Linked DNA regions of Mus musculus: region 1 is linked to region 2. Evidence: chromatin contacts called from public Hi-C data. All regions are on one chromosome and are shown on one strand. The core of a region is the stretch at or near the end of the contact, and the rest is flanking DNA. Distances in the headings are between cores, read along the strand shown. Region 1 has its middle 31 kb from the start of Gm36367. Region 2 holds the start of Arpp21 (cyclic AMP-regulated phosphoprotein, 21).

What was found. A called contact is a pair of places that touch in the nucleus more often than the background predicts.
Region 1: a contact with region 2 is called in a Hi-C map of cerebral cortex, with 5 times the contacts expected there. The contact joins the enhancer-like site here to the promoter of Arpp21 in region 2. A contact is called at or near these places in 4 of 39 promoter capture datasets (embryonic stem cells, hippocampal neurons and liver), 1 of 484 Hi-C or Micro-C datasets (cerebral cortex), 6 of 115 datasets of contacts at active chromatin or transcription factors (VIP interneurons, embryonic forebrain, embryonic hindbrain and 3 more) and 3 of 9 other capture datasets (adipose tissue, liver and macrophages).

Annotation. Positions count from the first base shown.
Region 1 is chr9:113,262,613-113,265,924 of GRCm38.p6, reverse strand. No RefSeq gene overlaps it. Among named protein-coding and RNA genes, the nearest start is that of Gm36367, 31 kb to the left of the region's middle. Within about 2 kb of position 2,059, at least 3 of the 459 cell types and tissues checked have an H3K27ac peak or open chromatin away from gene starts, as enhancers often do. A contact at or near this core is called in cerebral cortex, where this site is marked.
Region 2 is chr9:112,231,802-112,235,093 of GRCm38.p6, reverse strand. It overlaps Arpp21 (cyclic AMP-regulated phosphoprotein, 21), which reads left to right and starts at 1,782. Exons shown (of 21, transcript NM_001362020.1): 1 at 1,782-2,002. It also overlaps a transcript of 2900079G21Rik not described here.

The DNA.
Region 1 (3,312 bases), core at 810-3,309, 1.0 Mb before region 2:
CAGAGAGATGCCCCACTCTGAGGCAGGGGAATTTAAACTCCTCCACCTGCCACCCACAGGAGACCAGATGCTTCTATAAATGATGGGCTTGTCCTTCTATTCTATTTGAAGTGTCTCCTGTCTGCTGGGAACAATTGTTCCAAGGAGGGGAAATTTTATGTCATGAGAATTGATATCCATGGAGATGGATGATGAACATGAGCCCCAGAGAAAGAGTCTTGGGTGGAGGAAGCACCAACAGCGTCCCAGCTACTCGAGTGCTTTACCTTGTTGACTTGTAGCCACTGTGTTTTCAAGATGTGGCTTTCAGCATCTACTCTTTGAGTCCTTCTAGACTTTTCAGTAAGTTATTATGTTCAGTTACCAATATCTCCTTTCTTAGTATGTGGAGGGAGGGCAGAAGTCTTTCCTCTGCATCCATCATCTCCTCAGTGGCCCAAAGCTACCTTTTCAATCTCCATCTATCTTTCCTATCACAGGACACACAGCACAATTAGGATCCATCAAATGGTGTTGGGTGTATGATGAAGTCTTTTCTTGGAACAAGAGTCATTTCTGTAACTCTCTGTGAGCTTGACTTCTCTCACATCGATCAGCAGAGAATATGTTTGTCTACGGATATCTCAGTGAGCTGTCGCGAAGGCCAAGCCAGAGAGTACTGTCTCAGCCATGAAGTGTGATGTGAAAACCAGATCTCGCTTTTTCTCGATCTCTGACAACATTCATAGAAAAGCAATAGGCAAATAGCATGCAAATGTCTTCCCCTGGCCCTGTCCTGCTCCTAGCACCCTGGACAGTTCCAACAGCACTTTCATTTTCTTATAGGGCTGATAAGAATCTATCAGTAACTTCTCATGAGGTGAGGTGAGGTGAGGTACCCTTCATCTCCTAGAGCAGGCTCTGCCATCTGTGCATCAGTCCTGTAGGCTGATGATTTTAGGGAGTGTGTCTGTCTTGTCTGATGTTGTTCTCTCTTGCTGACAGTTGAAGCCACAGCCTCAGTCATCACCAGCTCCCTCTGATACTTGGATGAGATGGGAAGGGTTAGACGCTCCTTGTTTTATAAATTAGACAGACTATGTTCTAAGGGGTTTCTGAGGTCACTCATGGGATCTTATTTCTGTTTTTGCAATCCTGCCAATGGAAACAAAATTGCTTAGAGGAGCCGCACATGTTTGATATTTCCTTCAGCGATGATGAATGACACTTACATTATTAATGTCTTACTTTCCTGGATCAGGTAGAGAGGAAATACCGCCATACTGGGCTCTTTCCTCTGGTCACTATCCGTCAGCATGATTAATTGTGATTTCAGGCAAATCTCTCCTTTCTGGGGGTGGGGGGACGCATACTGAAGTTCTGAGGGGGTGAGAGGAATGAAGATGAAAGTGGATCCAAGAAACAGATGCCAGCCCAGGGACCTGGCTCAGTGAGTAATGTGCTTGAGGACCTAAGTTCAATTCCTCAGAACTCATACGAAGAGCCAGGTATAGTAGTGCTCACTTGTGATCTCAGTGCTGAGCAGCCAGAGGAGGCCCCATGAGGCTCACCATCCAGCTAGTTTAGCCTGCCTGACAACCGCTAGGTCAACCTATGCTCATGCATTCTCACACACACACACACACACACACACACACACACACACACACACGCACACACACACACACATGCACAGAGAGAGCGAGAGAGCGAGAGAGCGAGAGAGCGAGAGAGCGAGAGAGTGAGAGAGAGAGAGAGCCAGAATGATAAGATATGCAGATATTTGCTTGGTAAGGTAGTGGGAACGGTTCCTCACATGAAAGATGACCTCTATAGGATGTCAGGATTGTGAAGTGATTGGTGGGAGAAGGAGTGTGAGAGGGAAACTCACTGCATCTCAGGTAGACCACTGGGTTCAGAGAGCCCAAGATGGACCCCAGAGGAAGAAAATGACCTTCACCTGTGTTGAGATTCCAGTAAGGTAAGGATGTAACCGAGAGGCCCCCGGAGATCACTGTGTCTTCTTCACGTCCATGGATGGGCTTGAAGACGACATGGTGTGAACTGAGGGGTGTGTGGGCGGGAACATATGGAGAATGCAGGGTGGATAATTGTCTGGGAAGTCTGGGTCTGAGGAGGAGGAGGAGAGAGCAGTAACTGCAGGAAATGTGGGTGGTGGGAAGATATTTTTAAACTAGGGAAGGCTTGAGTCTGTTTTTGAGAGATGTGATGAACAGGAAGTCTTGACTAGTTAGCAGAGAGATGGATGACCTGACAGCCAGAGGACACCAGGGACGAAAGCCAGGACCCAAGAGGAAGGACTCTTCTTAGATGTCACATCAAGGGTATACATGGCTTTGAAGACCATGCTCTTATTTTACCAAGACAGTGGATACCCCCTCTTTCATCCATCATGCCCACTGCAAACGTTCTCTGGACCTCACTTCTCAGAAGCTTGAACTGCAAACATGTGCAGGAAGGAAAGGACACATGTGTGTCTCAGATCCTATCAGCACTTTGTAAAAGATTAGGCTCTCTCTGTCCACAGTGTCTGACCTTTTGGGACATTCACGCCCAAAACCAATCTCCCTGATTCCCTGTGAGACTCAACTGGACGAGCTGCAACTGCAGGACATGTGATGGTCTTTCATTCCCTCATCTTGTCTAGACTCCTCTTTCTCTGGGTGCAGAAGGGGTGAACATTCTCTTCTCTAATGCCCTTGGTCAGTGTTCTTAAGAGTGGTGTGTGTGTGTGTGTGTGTGTGTGTATGTATTCATGTGTGTCAGTGCAGATGAGTATGTACCACAGTCCTTGGATATGGGTTAGAGGACAACCTCTGGTGTTGTTGGCATGAGATCAGGTCTTATTGGCATCGTGTATGCCAGCCTAGCTGTTCCACGAACTTCCAGGGTGTCTCCTGTCTGCCTCCCATATCCCTGGAGGAACAGTGAGGTTACAAGTACTTACACTGCTATGTCCGGTTTCTGTGTTTGAACTCTAAACTCATGTCCTCACACTTGTGAGCTGTCTCTCCAGCCCTCAATGCTATTTTTCTTATTAATAGAGCCACTTTGTGCATTTACCCAACTTTAGAGAGATGCCTAAATACTCTACCTTCCTCCCCTGTACTCAGTGGCCCAACTGCCACTTAATACAACTTCAAGATGGCTAAATACATTTTTAGGTGTTAGTAAAATTGGTGGTGACTATTGTGCTATATTAAAAAATCCTAGGATTATCATCAGCATCAATATCATCATTGTTATTTTGATAGTTATGGTATAAAACGAAACGTGGTCTCATGTTTTACAAGCTGTCATCAAACTTATGAT
Region 2 (3,292 bases), core at 533-3,032:
AGGGAGAGAGAGAGAGAGAGAGAGAGAGAGAGAGAGAGAGAGAAGAGAGAAAGGAGAGAAGAGAGCGGAGAGAGAGAGAGGAGAGGAGAGAAGAGGAGAGAGAGGAGAGAGAGAGAGAGAGAAGAGGGAGCACTCAGCGGGCAGGGAGACGGAGAGGGAGGGACAGGGACAGCCAGCCCCGTGCACTCGCTCCCTGCAGTCACCTCCTCCCACCCGACCTGGGGAAGTGGCCGGAGCGCAAAGTAGCAAAGTAGCAGAGACGCTGCGGGCTCCAACGACAGTCACCTGGTTCCCGCATTGCTGGTGGGACCACAGGTCGCAGAGGGGCGGACAGATCAGCGCAAGGACTGGCTGCAGGAGAAGGTGGCTACTCCCAAGAGAGAGGAGCAGAGCAAAGCCTGGACACCACCCCCAACCCCTTTCCTGAAGCAGACAGACTGACAGACAGGCAAATAGACAGACAGGAGCTCAGCAGCCTGTGGTGACATACAGACTCTCTAGCAGCGAAGACCTCCAAGCGTCCGGAGCGGTGACAGTCCAACAGCCGCAGCCACGCGTTCCCCACCAGCGCTGTGCCTGGGCAGCGCGAGGACCCCTGCCTCCAAGCCAAGGGCTCCTTTTGCTAGCAGTTAAAATAAATCGACCAAACAACAAAGGCAAGCCACAAACCAAACTGACCCAACCAAAGCATTCACTGAGAAACAATAATTACTCACAAAAGCCCCAAACGAAATCCAGTCAGTCAAGGCACCCGGGACGCTGGGTCACTCCACTGTTCCTTCAGGTAAAGAGCCAAGTCTTCCGACATGAGCATCACAAGCCCTTTGTGTCTGGCTGTTGGGGCTTTCTGCTTCTGCTGCCCCCTCCCCCTTTTTTTTTCTTTCTACCATCTATCTGTGCTTTCCCTTTGACCTGTTTGTCGTTTCTGTGTTGTTTATCTTGTTTCTATGTCTCGGCGGAAGGCATGGGTGGACTCTCTTTCCCTCAAAGCAGGCAGAAATTGAAATCTGGGAAGGGAATTGAAAGGGACGATGCTTTCTGTAACAGAAGTTTCCAGTAATTTTATATGGGTTTTATGGTGCCAAGTTTGGACATTCTCTTGTTTCAGTTGAAAACTTGTCACTTTCCTCAGTTACCACAGAGGTCCTGGGTCCCAAGAGGTCGGAGAAGGGAGGGAGAGGAGGATAATTTTTTGCTTTATTTTTTTTAAATCTTGAAGTCATTTCCATGACAGCCTCTGGTGTAACGTTATCTGTCTCGGGTGATAAATGTGATAGTAGGATTGGATCTGTATCAGGCAAGTGTTTTAAAAAGTTTCTTCGGAAGAGAAATTACATGGCTTAGCATGGATGTCACGGATGTATTAAATTCAAAGCTTGATCACCTTTTACAGACACAGACTAAGACTGGAGCCTAAGTCTTAAGAAAAAAAAAAAGCAATGAGGAAGGTAATGTCATGGCGGGATGGGAGGTGTACGGTGAGGTTGCTAGAAATGGTCCCCCTAAGAACGTGTTGCAGATGGAGACCATCATTTCGCTCTCTGCCTTCTCAAAGGATGCAGCTTCTGCAAGCTAGAATGACAGTCTCTAGAATGGAAATGAATCTGTATTTTTTTTTCAAATTTTGCTCCAATGCAGAATAAATCTAAACTGTGCCCACCCTTTCCTCATCTGCCTTGGAACCCAACTCTGCAGTTTACTGCTTTAAGTAAGCAGCAAAGTAGACAGGGCAGGCAGGGAGGCACTTCTTGTTTCCTTTTTTTTTTTTTTTTTGTAATTCTGTGAAAATCAGAGAGCCTTTGATATGCTCTTCAGCCTAAGTAGACCCTCTCTTTCAGGATTATGTTACTATAGGGCTTGATGTCTGAGTGGCATTTTAGCTAATGTCATTTTCATGAAAGACAGTCATTTGGAAGGCACTAGGGCTAGTTATGCTTCCTTCAAATAGCAGAGTGATCTTAACATGAGAGACCCTGTCTTCGGGGTTATGTAGCCCTTCAAGGTATGTACCTGCTTATGTCTGATTCTCAGTGTCCTTTGTCCTCATCTTCCTTTGCTTTCTAATCGCTTTGACTGGCAGGCTATTTTTATATTTCTAGAGAATACATTTAGATGTCTTTTTAAAGTGATACATGTTTCCATTCTCAAAGATTGGGAAAAGATCATCTCTTGCTATGCTCGTCTGTGCTAATATGATTTGGTTTCTGTGTAAATTTAAAGGCATTGCTTTAGACCATTGTATTATACATGTCTTAGTTTCTCCTTTCCGGGTATGATTTATGTCGTCCGAATGACAAAGTAACTATTCCTCTCGGTGAGTGCTTATTTAACAGTACTTTGGATGAGGCATATTTAAAGAAACTTAAACAGCTCCTCCGGGGAATACCATTAGGTTTCTTGGTGACTTAATTTCATTCACTATATGGTGATTTCTTTTTGCTGGTAATTCAGTTCAGACCCAGACAAGTGTGTGTGTGTGTGTGTGTGTGTGTGTGTGTGTGTGTGTGTGTGTGTTTTATTAGATTTGCACATTGCCAATCTCTCAGTGACTGCTTGTCATAGATCTCAGTTGAGTGTGGTTACTTGAGAACTGTAGCAATCACCCTGTTAGAGCGTGCTGCACTGAGGAGTTCCTTGCAGTCTGTTTTTTAACGCTGTTTAATGAAGGAGTGGGCATCTCACTCTGCAATGAAAGGAGCCCGAGAACAGACAGAGCCCTGTGCTGCTGTGGAGACTGCAGAGCAGAAGGGAGTGGGAAGGTAAAGCGGGCTGCAGAGGTGGTCTTTTGAATCGGGTCCTTATAGCTTATCGATGGAAATCAATCGGTTTGGATGAGAGAATTCTCTCTGAATAGCTGGTTAGATGCTCCTTCAGCGTCTTTGCTGGTTCTTAGAAAGAAGACTCAATAATTTGAGTTTCTGAAAACTTAGAGGAGATGCTAACTGGGGACTTCCTGTGTGTCTACTATTTTTAATATAGGCTGTGAGAATGTTGGGTAATGAATGCAGATTTAATTTCAAATTCCTGAATCATTGTTCTGCTGTGGCAGATGGGTTGGACCTTATGAAACATTCTGAGATTCAAAAAAACTACCACCAGCTTCAGATATGGTGATAATCTGAATTTCTGCTGTGGGAATTTTGGGTTGATTTTTCTGTCATAAACTTGAAACTTTGCACCAGAGCTGTGACAACTAAGGGAATCTGGAGGTTTTAGATGGACTTGGTGAAATAGTTGTGTTATTTTCTCCCTTTAACTTTGAGTGAAATGTCCCTCATTTATCTTTCTAAAG